2 separate regions of the Acanthopagrus latus genome follow, and region 1 is linked to region 2. Evidence: chromatin contacts called from public Hi-C data. All regions are on one chromosome and are shown on one strand. Each heading gives the region's core, a stretch centred on a gene start, on an enhancer-like site or on the middle of the called end of the contact. The rest is flanking DNA. Distances are from core to core; before and after follow the strand shown.

Region 1 (3,633 bases), core at 81-2,580, 150 kb before region 2:
TACATTTTGCGTTTCTATGTCTTCATTGATGTTTACTGAGTATTAGAAACGCCTATATGCAAAAGTCAACATCAAACAACATCTGACTGTTTATGACATCATTTCAATGAATCATGACAAAGTGAAGCATGATAATTTCTACTTGAGTGAAAACCTCTGTGCTGTTGATGAATTCAGTGATGATGTATTGGGGATGAAATCATGCCAGGGGTTTTTATTATATACAGAATATTTAATCAGGTCGTTATAGGGCGTGTACAGCCACATGTGTTTCCTGAAATGCAACTAGCAAACAGTATATAATGCAAGACAAAGGAGATCCAGCTTGACAAACTACAACATCATTGTATTGGTTGCATGTGAATGCATTATATTAATATCGGCCTATTATGACTTGTATTAAAACAAACATTGGTCATTCTGTATACGTGAACGTCCACTGACTCTGTTGCTCATGTGTTAAATACAGAATATACTGCTACTTTGGTGAATAATCTAAAGAGCTACTCCTGCCGCTGTGTACAGTCATCACATGGGGGACGCGTTCAGGGACGGATGAGTGTCTGGGAACCATTTATTTCCACATTCGCGAGTACGCGCACTCGGCCGCAGGTGACCCACCTGTTTGAAGCAGAAGGGCATGGTGAGCACGCTCACTCCGACGATGCTGTTCACCACGTTCATGATAAGACCCCAGTTGGACGCCGTCATTTTGAGCCCCCTTGTTGACAGGAAACCCCCTTCGATAAGAAAAATGTCAAACGACACGTCGACAGCAGCTCATTGAAGGTGCACGGTGCAGTTTGACCGTGTGCCTGCCTCGGGGCGGAGGGGACTGGGGGACTATATTCCGGGTGTGTTTTTCTGACTCCTCCGCCGATCAATGACGTGGCGCTCTGGGAGAAAACACAAGAGACAACAACTGAGTTTGATGTTCGACTCGCCTGAAGCTTTCGTCATTCTGTAAAACACACACTAAACAAACAGAAACACGAGTATAAACTATATTACCGCACTAAAATCAGTATTTTCGCTAGCAGGCAAACGCTGCTGTTACAAACATCCGTGAACCGTTAGTAACGTTACTTTTTCACCTTTCTCCTCGACTTCAGCGCCTCCGCCTCGCTGGCCTGTTTACGTTATCATCGGTAGTTTCCTCACACAGAACGGTCATATGTCGTTGAAAACCGCGTCTTGGTTTGAGTGTGTTTACACGCTACAGGTTAGAAGAAACTCTGTGTAGGATTACGATGTCAAAACCTGGGTGTTCTTTCTGAAAGCGTATCCAGGAAGTGGGGACTGTAGTCGAGGAAGTGACCGAAGACAACACGGCGCGCTGCTGTCAGACTGCTGAAAGACTCGGGCGCCCACTAGTGGTCACATGAGGGACATGACTCTGGTACCATTAGTTGTACTTGTTTGCTTCTAGCATGTTCACCGTTATTCTCATATTTTCTTAGGAACTCCCTGTAGCCATGTACTTTAGTTGAGTATTTACTTTTAATGCTACTTAAATTAAATTATACTCCACCACAGTTAAGTACTGTACTTTTTACTCTTTACTATACCTACAAATTACTTGTCAGAAGATTTTACTTTAAAAAAACATGTGATAACCTTGGAAAATACAATGTAAAGGATTAAATGTTTCAAGCTTTCAGCTTTTGACCTCTAACACAAACAGTCTCTGCTTATGGCCTTTGTCAAAGTAACCACTAACTACAGTTATCAAATAATTGTAGAGGAGAAAAAGTGCTAATTTGGCTCTACAGTGTGGTGGTAGAAAATAGAAATACTGAAGTAAAGTACAGTACTTGAGTAAATGCATTTAGTCACATTCCACCGCTAAAGAGTGATTTTCATCTTAACTTTTCAGACACTTTCCTTTAGTTTTCATCGTAAATTAATTGGTTTCAGGTTTGTTTTTTGAGAAAAAAATTCCCTGATTCCAGAGAAATGTAAATATTGATAGTAAACTGAATATATTTAGGTAATGGACTAAACAAGTCATTTGAAGATGTCATGATGAGATTTGGGAAACACTGATCAGTATTTGTCACCATTCTCTGGCATGTTACAGAACAAACAACTGGTCGATTAATTAAGAAAAATAACTACAGATTAAACAACAATGAGAAGTAACAGTCAGTTAAAGGCCTAATTTATATAGAACGGATGAAGTCCCTATGAATATCTTTGAAGGTCCCATATTATACTGTTTTTCATCAATTTCACACAGCTGTCAGAGGTCAAACAACACTGTATTTGATATACATTGCCCCAAACGCATGCGTGGTCTTGAATTTCAGCAGTTTAAAAGTCGCTCTATAGAGCTCTATTCAGAGCGGTCTGTGCGTCTGCACCTTTACTTGGAGAGCCCTGCCTGCTACGTCACTCTCAGGGAGAGGATGCCGCTTGCGTTAGCAGTTAGCATGCGCTAATGTTTACGGTGGATGTATCGCTATGGCTCGCGGAGATTTTTTCGCTCAGCCATACCAGTTTGACCCAGAATTGGACCCAGAAGGAGAGACTCGCTTCAAACGCCACTGCATAGCGGACCATAGCGGAGCTAACTCGTTAGCCGCCTTCAGGCTGACTTAACCATACTCGTAGGAAACTGTAAATACTATCAAACCGCGACCACACTTTCCGGTGGCTTGGATGCAATTGCTGGGTCTGGTATGGTTGGGACTGATCTTCGTACTGATCCACGTTACAGAATATTGGCACTGATGTTGATTTTTACAACCAACAACAGAGCTATTTGCGTGTTCAGCCCCTAGCGACGACATTGCGAAACTCTGCTGTCTCACTGCTGGACACACCGAACTTCACCTCGGGAATGAACACCTCCCTCTCAGATATCTCTGCACAGAGGAGGCCGGCGTATGAAAATGGCTCCTTTCGTTACGTAATGAAAGAAGCTGAATCTGAACAGCCTGTAGGAGCGCCGTGTTACCAGTGGGTGGGCTGCAGAGACCATGCAGGAATCGCTTGTTTTCCTCATTCTGGGAGTTGGCAGGCTCAGGGAGGACCAGCTTATATATGTAGAGACCAGAGAAAACGTGTTTTTCATAATACGGGACCTTGAAAAAAAAAAATAAATAAAAAAAAAATAAAAGATTAGAGAATAAAATAGATAGAAATGTGGCATTTATAGGTTTTCTTCTTTCCTACATTATCAAGCATCTCACAACCCTCTTAGATTTATCTCATGACCCTTTAGAGCGGAGTCTGAACCCTGTGTCGGCAACTACTCAACAAAACCACTAAACCACAGCAGTATACCTATACAGTAAAAAATATAATGCGACTGACATGTTGCTGCATCAGTGACAGTCTGATAATGTCACATATATGATGTAACATGGGCCATTTTCCTGCACATTGAGTAAATGAATACTTTTGCTTAAGTAAGATTTTGAATTGTTTTCAGGTAATTGCACATGTTTCCATTATGTCACTCCCTCTTTTACCGAACTAAAGTACCCGCCCAATTCCTCCACCGCTGATGAGCCCTGTAATCACAACAATGCCAACAGACGCGCATGAATCCTGTTTTTCCAGATGCCTCAGAGATTCCCTCCAGGAAAGGGAAACAGGCAACAGAGGGATACGAGGGCTAAAGGTGCG
Region 2 (4,066 bases), core at 9-2,508:
GCACTCAGGCAACTACCCCAAAGGCACGGGGAGTGCTCTGGTTACCCGGCTGTGTGTGTGTATGTGTGTGTGCGCATTGTTTCTACTTACCTGTCTTTATGTGTCACAGAAAGAGGTGAAGTGCAGGAGCTCAGAATAAAGCGCAGAGGCAGAGAAAGGCAGGATTATACACATGGCAGGTTAGAGAAAGCCAGAGAGAGAGAAGGAGAGGATGGGAGGAAAAAGCGACAGAGGGAGGCTTAAGATTACAGAGGCGAGCACCCTTTGTTGCTGAGTTCAGCTGTGATGGACGGCTTGTGTTTAGGGAAAGAGTGAAGGAGTCCTTCAGTGTGCTACCATAAAATTTACAGGACCGCTGAGGATGTTCTTCTTGACTGATCAAACTTTTGTCTGACGAACGAAGAGTCTGGACTTCAAGGAAGGTGAGGAAGAGGGTCAGAGTATTGGACGTGATCCAAAGATAGTAGGCAAAGGAGCCAAAGGAGGGGCAGAAAAACCCCAGGGAGTGCTAGTCAGGGGGTACCAGGTGATTAAGCCTTCAGGGTGAGTAACAAGTCAAGCAAGGACAGGAGTGAAGCTAGACGAGAGATCAACCGGAGGGAGAGGGACAGGGTCGACTGTAGGAGTGGAGACAAGCTGTCGAGATTAAAATTAGTCTACAGAGAAAAAGAGTTGATGGAGTCGGGACTAAAGACAGATCAAGGTTGACTCAAGTCTTTGCTGACTCTAACCTGATTAGGCTGACGAGAGGGAGCGGGTGGAGGAGAGCCGGGAGACCCGATCAGCCGAACGTGGGAGCCAGCAAGAGAAGGAGAGGAGAGAGAAAGAAAGAATTACATGAGGACGCTTGGTGAAAAAAGCCTCTTAAATCTGGGAGCTGGAATTAGAGCCGCAGAAACTGCAGAGGGGAAGCCACAAAACCACTGTAAGTAAATTAGGAGGCTGTAGCTGGAAAAATTTATAATGAAGCCATGGGCGGGGGAAGGAATTTGTGGTCTTGGGAGTGCTTTATATACTGTACCTTAATGAATTGATTTCCTGTCTTTAAGACTTTCTTATTTCATCATTCTCCATGACTTCATCTCCTTCCTTATTCCTCACCTCTTTTAAAACCCTTATCCCCCCTTTCACTCCTGCATCGCATGTAAGGTCTATTTACCTCTCATTTTCTCCTTTCCTAGCTCTTTCCCCCATCCCTAACTTGTGTCACCCCTTGTTCTCCCTTTGTCTCTCACATTCCTGAATCCACAGGTGAAGATGCCTGCTAATGGGAACCGTCCACTGAAGTTGCAGTTTGGTCTAATCAACCACGAGGGTCGCTACCTCACTGCTGAGTCCTTTGGCTTCAAGGTGCATACTGATATAAAAGAAGAATTATTACATATTTGCATGCTGTGCCATGTAGCTGTACTTTATTCTTTTAGCCACAGGGTTGTTGTAGTAAGGACTAATGATTGAAAGTCTTCATGTTCTTTGTTTGTTCAGGTGAATGCATCAGCACCAAGTTTGAAGAAGAAGCAGAAATGGACTCTAGAGCAAGACTCACAGGATACCCAGGTGGTCTACTTGCGCAGCCACCTGGGACGCTACCTTGCCTCTGACAAGGACGGCAGAGTCACCTGTGAGGCTGACGGGCACAATTCCGACTGCCGCTTCCTAATCGTGGCTCAGTCAGACGGTCGCTGGGCCCTGCAGTCTGAGCAGCACCTCCGCTTCTTCGGTGGGTCTCGGGACTACCTGTCCTGCTTTGCCCAGTTAATCACAGATGCCGAGCTGTGGGCAGTTCACCTGGCTCTGCATCCGCAGGCCAACCTGCTGTCGGTGGCCCGCAAACGTTATGCCCACCTCTCTATGGAGGATGGTGAAATCGCTGTGGATGTGAACATTCCCTGGGGGGTGGCATCGCTCCTGACCCTTGTCTACCTGGACGGGAAGTACTGCATTAAGACCTGCGACAGCCGCTTCCTTAGCAATGACGGGAAGCTCTTGATGGAGAATGGGAGGGCCACAGCGTACACACTGGAGCTAAAGTGTGGGAAGCTGGCCTTTAAAGACTGTGAGGGGAAGTATTTGTCCCCCATGGGGCCTACAGGCACCCTGAGGTCTGGACGGTGTTCCAAGCCGGGCAAAGATGAACTGTTTGATCTTGAGGAGAGCCACCCACAGGTGGTTCTGATGGCAGCCAATGGGCGATATGTCTCCATAAGACAAGGTAAGAAATCATCAGCAAGAGATGATAGTCACAGATCTGATTTTGCCCTGAAGCCTTGCATGCACACACAAGCTTCAACTCTTCCAGCTTTCTCAGTTCCTTTAAGTCTTACACTGAGTCCCAAATGTCTGATTAAACAGAGGGAGGCTGACCTCATGTGCCATTGAGGATGGTCACATGAGCCTTTAGCCGACACAAACTGACCTACACACATACATAATATAGCAGGGGGTAACAAATACTACTACTACTACAGTTACTACTACTCACCTATATACAGTACATACTATACACTGCACAGAGCTTACAATTCACCGGAAGTACATTAAATTGCGGACGCGCTACTGAATATTCATGGTTAAGGGGATAGGCCAAACTAATGACTGACAACTGATAAGGGATGCGTGGTAATTATGGGTAATGTAGTCTGCACATCAACATGCATTGACATCCCATTGGACAGTAGCATCTTTCCAGGAAAACAAGATAGATGAGGCTGACATGGGAGACTATCAGCCTCATCTGGGAGACCTGAGACGAATACACCAATCGTTGTAGGGCTGCAATTGATTTAGGTTAGTCTACTGTCCATATTAAGTCTCACACTAGTGAGTGATATGGTCAAATAATGAATTTATTGTACAGCCGTGTTGCGAATAACTGCTATCTCTGTTGAGTTTTAGTGTTGTGCTGAAAATGAGCATTGGTAGAGGAGGCGTTGCTGCTATTCAAGTAGACAACCTGTAGTAAAAATGCGGCAAATCTTTGGGATTTTATATATATATATATATATATATATATATATATATATATATATATATATATATATATATATATATATATATATATATATATATTTTTTTTTTTTATATATATATATATATATATATAAATCCCAAATCATAAATGGTGGTCTTACAGAAAATCCCCTTTCATTCCCTCTCAGATAAACCTCCTGGCTTTGTAGGATGATGGTGTTAACAATACGCTTTTGCCTGCTTGGGCTTACTGAAACAGCTGCTTGTAACCTATATGCTGTACAGTAATGCTCTGTTGATACTGTATTATGTATTTACTCCTCAGTCTTGTGAAAGGGCTGTGGAGGTTATTTGATCAGTATGCAGCCATGACACCACACTACTACACTGATGGATTACACCTGCTACACACTGGCTTCAAAGTAGTTTTCCCTCAAAAACAAGGCAGAATTTCTTTGATCAGTGTAAAAACTAGAAAAACTGTAATTGTGAAGATCACGTTTCATCCGGGCAGCAGTGCACTAGACGTACTTGCCAAGTGTTCAGTTGTGGATGGTCGAAATGGCCTGATTTGAAACTGGATTTGGGGTGGATTAGCATACACCAACAGTGCTTGTCAGCAGACTTGGCCATGACACCCATCGGCAGGCTGCAGATTCTTGTCTGCAGGGTCGAGTTACCTCAGCCCCCGGTGCTGTAACTGAATCTCTCCCTGCTCATTGTTCCTGGTTAGCAGTGGGAGCTTCAGGCGGAAACTAAACAACCAGAAGCACTGTAAGTTGATTGGTTGAAGGGACGGATAGATATGGTGCAGGATAAAACATGCAAAATGTATATAAAGTAGCTTCATCTACGAATGTATGCACAGACAGAAATACTTGCCACATGCTCACATTTTTATGTTACAGTCTCTCATTCCCCCTCTCTCTTCCTACACTTGTTCTGCACAAACAAAAGCTTTATCTTTTACTGACACACTCGCCCACACACAACCATACCGTCCTGCTGCGGCAAGTGGTGAGGTGGTGTTTTGAATTATTGATGAAGTTGGCCCCTGTTCCTGGAAGGCGAAGGGGGGAGTCTGCTTTCAGAAACC

What was found. Hi-C and Micro-C count contacts between places; a contact is called where the count stands out from the background.
Region 1: a contact with region 2 is called in a Hi-C map of muscle, with 3 times the contacts expected there. The contact joins the promoter of slc38a10 here to the promoter of fscn2b in region 2. A contact is called at or near these places in 3 of 4 Hi-C or Micro-C datasets (liver and muscle).

Annotation. Positions count from the first base shown.
Region 1 is chr20:9,040,998-9,044,630 of fAcaLat1.1, reverse strand. slc38a10 (putative sodium-coupled neutral amino acid transporter 10) reads right to left here and starts at 1,330. Exons shown (of 18, transcript XM_037080678.1): 1 at 1,095-1,330; 2 at 622-896. The coding sequence starts at 711.
Region 2 is chr20:8,895,063-8,899,128 of fAcaLat1.1, reverse strand. It overlaps fscn2b (fascin-2b), which reads left to right and starts at 1,258. Exons shown (of 6, transcript XM_037081716.1): 1 at 1,258-1,350; 2 at 1,486-2,212. The coding sequence starts at 1,258.